Linked DNA regions of Camelus bactrianus: region 2 is linked to region 1. The links are chromatin contacts, called in public Hi-C maps. All regions are on one chromosome and are shown on one strand. Each heading gives the region's core, a stretch centred on a gene start, on an enhancer-like site or on the middle of the called end of the contact. The rest is flanking DNA. Distances are from core to core; before and after follow the strand shown. Region 1 holds the start of PDLIM7 (PDZ and LIM domain 7). Region 2 holds the start of PRELID1 (PRELI domain containing 1).

The links. Hi-C and Micro-C count contacts between places; a contact is called where the count stands out from the background.
Region 2: a contact with region 1 is called in a Hi-C map of liver, with 3 times the contacts expected there. The contact joins the promoter of PRELID1 here to the promoter of PDLIM7 in region 1. A contact is called at or near these places in 2 of 2 Hi-C or Micro-C datasets (blood and liver).

The regions. Positions count from the first base shown.
Region 1 is chr22:7,311,233-7,313,932 of ASM4877302v1, forward strand. PDLIM7 (PDZ and LIM domain 7) reads left to right here and starts at 1,273. Exons shown (of 14, transcript XM_074350200.1): 1 at 1,273-1,428; 2 at 2,396-2,501. The coding sequence starts at 2,406.
Region 2 is chr22:7,486,404-7,489,103 of ASM4877302v1, forward strand. PRELID1 (PRELI domain containing 1) reads right to left here and starts at 1,409. Exons shown (of 5, transcript XM_010946198.3): 1 at 1,153-1,409; 2 at 271-496. The coding sequence starts at 1,244. It overlaps RAB24 (RAB24, member RAS oncogene family), which reads left to right and starts at 1,512. Exons shown (of 10, transcript XR_012501535.1): 1 at 1,512-2,018; 2 at 2,102-2,170; 3 at 2,382-2,460; 4 at 2,569-2,636.

The DNA of each region.
Region 1 (2,700 bases), core at 23-2,522:
GAAGCTACAGGAAACAGGGAGTACACTGGGACCAGCGCTGCTCCTAGGCAGGGTAAGAGGGAAGCTGAGAAACTATCATTGATTTGATAACCTGGAAGTCATTAGAGACCTTTTGAAGAGGGAATTAATTCAGAGGACTGCTGGGAACAAAAGCCTGGCTGGAATGGGTTCAAGAGAGAATGGGAAGATGTGGGGAGGGTACAGCTCAGTGGTGGAGCATGTGCTTAGCATGCAGGAGGTCCTGGATTCAATCCTTAGCACTTCCGTTTAAAAAAAATTGAATAATTGAATAAATAAACCAAATTACCTCCCCCAACAAAAATAAATAAATAAAAAAGAGAGATGGAGAGGGATGTGAGATCAAGAGAGTATTTCTTTAAAGATGAGAACTTGTACACCAGTTTGCTTAGTGAGGGGAATGATACAGAAGAGGGGAGAATGTGATGGGGGTGGGGGGGAGAAGAGCAGCGGCCATGCCCTAGAAGTTGCTGAGGAGTGGACGCCTATTCACTCACCCACCATTCTCCGGTCCCTGTTCAATTTTCCTCACTGCCGCTACAGGCCAGGGCTGAGCAGTGGGAGCAAAGTGGGGTCTCTGACACCCCTACTGGAGGTGCTGCCCGCTCTGGAGTGGGGTACCAGGAATCATCCCATCTCGACAGTTTGCGTTCAGCACTGAGCTAGGGTGGGAGGGCTACGGGCGGCTGACTGCAGGGGATGGGGGTAGGAGTGAGGGCACGGCCCACAGGTCAGGCTCGGGGCCGGGCCAAGGGCCCTTCCACCGCCATCCGCTTCTGCCATTATTTTCTGCCTTCGTCTGAGTGTTCTGCAAACTTAACTTCAAGCTCTCCTGTGCCGCCCTCAACTAACCCCCCCTCCCCACTCCCGACCAAGTCCGTCGGATTTAGAAATTCTAGAGCCACTAATGGCTGTGCTCTATGCCTATATTTACGGAGGCCCTGAGAGGCGAGTATTATTGTCCCATTTTACCGAGTTGGAAACTAAGGTTCAGAGCCAACTCGTGTCCAGATCTGTCTGGTTTCCAAAGCTGCTTTCTTTTCATTCGGCCAGCGGGAGGCGCAAGGGGCCGGGCAAGCGGCCGGGCAAGCCGCGCGTTGGGCTCCCAGGCGAGGCGTCCAGCATCCCAGGCCCCGCCCAGGCCCCGCCCCACCAAGGGGACCGGGGAGGGCCGTGCCTTCCAGCCCAAAGCGAGATGGGACTTCGTGATTGAGCGCGGCAGAAAGATTGGGCGGGGCTTCTCACCTACCAGGAGGCCGCGGCTTTAAGGGGGCGTGGCCAGAGGCCACGCCCCTTTCGCGGTCTCAAAGCGGACGGCGACCGCGGGGGCGGGGTCAGAACTCGGGCGGCGGATCCCAGCGCGGCTCCTTGGATTCCGCCGCCGAGCAGCGCCCCGGCGGGGCCGAGCAGGTACAGGCAACAGCACGGGGCGTCTCGGGCTGGGCCAGGCCGGGGGCAGAGGTCTGCTGGGCACCACAGAGGGCACTGGGAGTCGTAGCCAGCTCTGCGCTTTTTCTGGCGGGCCAGAGCCCCTACCCCCGCCCCCGCCTTCCTGCGGCAAAGCCGGCTGTGGCGGGGCCGGTTGGCGCCTGCGCTGCTTCCTGCGCCCGGGACTCGGCCAATGCACGGGGCCCGGGCGGGGGACGGTGGGGAAACTGAGTCATGTCGGGATGGTAGCAGGCTTGTGTGGGAGGCATCACTCTCACTGGGCTTCAGGATGAATCCGCTTCCTGGCCACGCTTTGGGGTCCCAGTCCCCACCGATCTCCGCGGGGGCCGCGACCCCGCCCATCTCCCCCAGCACCCAGGGGTCCCGTCCTGGCTCCAGCAGCTTCGTCCGGCCCTGGAAAGGCTAGGACCCACTCCGGCCGCCTCCCTCCCCACCCCTCCCCCTCGCGTCCTGAGCCCCCGTGTGCTCCCTCCGCTGGCTCTCCGGCACAGTGTCAGCTTACACGCCTTATATAGTCCGAGCAGGCTCCAGCCGCGGCCTGCCTGTCGGGACCTGGGGGCGGGGAAGAGGAGCGCCGGCCCCGGACTGGCCTTGCAGGCCAGTCCGAGGCTCAAGGCTGGCTTGGGGGGAGGCCTTACCAAATTAGCCCTGTGGTCCACTTTTGGATGAAAAGAACCTCAAGACTGAAAGGGGGCTCCCCTCATCCTCCCAGTCCCTTGGGGAAGGGGGATTGGTTGCCCCTGTCTTTCCAAAGTGAGGTCTGCCAGCCAGCAGCCCAGCCAGACCTAACAAGGTGCTCGCCTACCCTTGCCCTGGGTGTGCTCAGTGTCTGCCAGTGTCTGCCTGGCACTAGTCCAAGGCTAGTGTCCAGAGCTGGGCCTGCCTGTGCATCTACCATGCCAGACACTCACCTTTTTTCTCCTCTCAGGAGCGGCACCATGGATTCCTTCAAGGTGGTGCTGGAGGGGCCAGCACCTTGGGGCTTCCGGCTGCAGGGGGGCAAGGACTTCAATGTGCCCCTCTCCATCTCTCGGGTGAGCCTAGGTTGAGGGAGGGGTTCCCCCTAGGAGTCTTTAGGTGCTCACACCTCCAGAGGGTGAGGGGAAGAGTCTGAGCAGGAGTGAGCCAGGGCTAATAGGCCAGGAGGTGTCCAGGTCCGGTAATGTCATGGGCACCTGCTACAAGAACTCCCAACTAGGTAGATATTGGGAGAGGAGCACCCACACTTTCCCA
Region 2 (2,700 bases), core at 159-2,658, 180 kb after region 1:
GTGGCCCAGCCTACACAAATGCCAGGTGAATGCTTTGCATTCATCACTTGCAACAACTCTATAAAACAGGTAACCCTCCTCCAATGTATGAATGAGTCTAAAGAAGCTGACCAGCTAAAAAGATCATCTGAGTTTGTACTCTAGAGTCCTAGAGTCATCACTTCTCTGTAACCTGGATCTGCTTGGATAGTAAAAGCTCCTTCGTGGCCCCCTAGACACATGTAGCTGGAGCGATCCACTATTGGGAGGGCCAAGAGAGAGGGGTCTCACCATCAGCCGGGCGTGGTTGATGTTCCAGGTGAAGGTGGTCATGGTCTGGTTCTGTGGGTCCACAATAGAATCCTCCAGGATGTACACTGAGTGAGCAACATTGGCAGGAAACAGTCGCTCAGCCCAGCGGGGCATCCTGTTCGTCTTGGTCAGGAGTCGCCGGGACAGGAGCTTCTGGTCAGGGGTCACCTCCCGGTGCACTATGTCTTCCGTCAAGACATGTTTGCTGCAGGTGTCAGAGTGAAGGTGACCCTCAGGAGCCTGGCCTGTAGAGACTGTTGGGATTCTCACCTGGAGCCTCCAAGCCCAGAATGGCCATGCCTTCCTCCAAACTCGCAGTCATCTGTGCTGTGGCTTCGACCTGAACTAGAGTCCCTCGAGCCTATCCCAGGGCAAATTCCAATTTCCGCCCTTGGCTGACCTGGATTCCTGGGCCTTCAAGCAGGGCAAGACCTCATGATTTATTACACCACTGGAGAGCGTCACGGGCAGAGAAGTAGGCAAGCGCATGGATTTCCAACCCTAAGATCCCCTCGCAACTGCTGTACCGCCACCTCTTCCAAGAGAAGGAGGCAAGCGCATGGATTTCCAACCCCAAGATCCCTCCAGAACGCCTGTGCCGCCGCCTCTTCCTGTCTCACCAGCCTGAGATGAACTTTGAACCAGGGCCTCCAGCAAACCACTGCCCAGGCCCAGCCTCCTTCCAATACCTTGCATGCCTAGCCTGGCCGCTTCCCCAAAAGGGTCCTCTTGCCCTAAACACACGGTCGCCACGGTTCCGGCGACTCCCCCACCTAGGACCCGAAGTCGAGTATTTCCCGGTCCCACACTTCTATCTCCAAACAGAGAGGTGGGACGGTTGCTCCTTCCAGAGCCACATACCTATAGGGATTCGGGTACCGCTGCCAAAAGGCGGCGAATACTTGGTCCCAGGAACTCCGGAGCACGCTCTGGCCCAGGAAATACTTCACCATCGTCCCGGCCGGGGCGGGCTCAGCACCCGCGCAGCATCAGGGGTGCGGAGCCCGAGGTGCACGCGGAGGCCAGGCTGGAGCTCGACGCTCGCCCGCCCGGCTAGCAGCTCAGTCACCACCGCGCCGCACCCAACCAGCCGCCGCCGCCATGAGGAATTGTCAGGCCGCTCGCCACTTCCGGCGCCGCTGCTCAGTACCCACCCCTTCCGGCGTCTGCCCGCGTGACCCGCGGCCCCGCCCCTCGCCCTCTGCCCACCCCCACCTCACCCCACCCCCCACCCCCGCGGGAGTCGCGGTGCTGCGGGCCGTGGCCGGGTTGGAGGGCCCTCTGGCACGGTGGGGCATCCGCGCTGAGCGGTCCCTAAGCCGGGTTGGCGAGCGAGTGGCTGAGCGAGCGAGCTAGGCGGCGTGCGGCGCCGTTGAGGGCGCTGCCCCGCGCGCTCCCAGGCCGCCCCGGGTTAGGAGCAGCGCCCGGAGCCGGAGAGCTGGAGCACACGGAGGCGCTGCCGTCGCTCTAGCTCATCGCGGCGCCTGGAGGCGTAGGTTGGCGCCTGGGGTCGGGGACTGAGGCTTGGGCACTGCCTGTCGGAGCGGAGATCTGGGTTTGCCTCCTGCCCCCGCTCAGGACCCTGACGCGGGTGAGGCTGCCCCGGGAGCATGAGCGGGCAGCGCGTGGACGTCAAGGTGGTGATGCTGGGCAAGGAGTACGTGGGCAAGACCAGCCTGGTGGAGCGATACGTGCACGACCGCTTCCTGGTGGGGCCCTATCAGAACGTGAGTGCGCCCGGCGGGGTCTGGCCCGGGTGGGAGGGGGCTAGCCCGCACCCGCGGCCCTGATCGCTTCCTCCGGGTTGCAGACCATTGGGGCCGCCTTCGTGGCCAAGGTGATGTCCGTCGGAGACCGGACGGTGACTTTGGGTATTTGGGTAAGTTCTCTGGGCAAGTAGTCCTGGAAAAACCCGTTCCTGGAGTCGTGGGTCCTGCCTATTACTGGCTGAGTCGTGGCCTCATAGAGGCTGTTTCTCTTCTCTAGACTCCAGTTTAAAAACGGGGGTCTGGAGGACGTGATATTAGTTTGCAGTACTGGGGAGTAGCTCAGTAACTCAGGTCAGTGCTGAGCCTCCCCCTGCCCTCCAGGACACAGCAGGATCTGAGCGCTATGAGGCCATGAGCCGAATCTACTATCGGGGCGCCAAGGCTGCCATCGTCTGCTATGGTAAGGAGGGTTTTAGCCTGTTCCTCAGACAAGAAGGGGTGGGTGCAGGCTGGCCCTTCAGAACAGCCCCTGACCCTTGGTTGTGTTTCCTGCGCGTCTCATACCAAGACCTGACAGACAGCAGCAGCTTTGAACGGGCAAAGTTCTGGGTGAAGGAACTGCGCAACCTAGAGGAGGTAGGTGGCCCGACCTCACCAGACCAGGCAGGGGCTGGGGGTCTGGTGGTTCAAGGGGGTGACC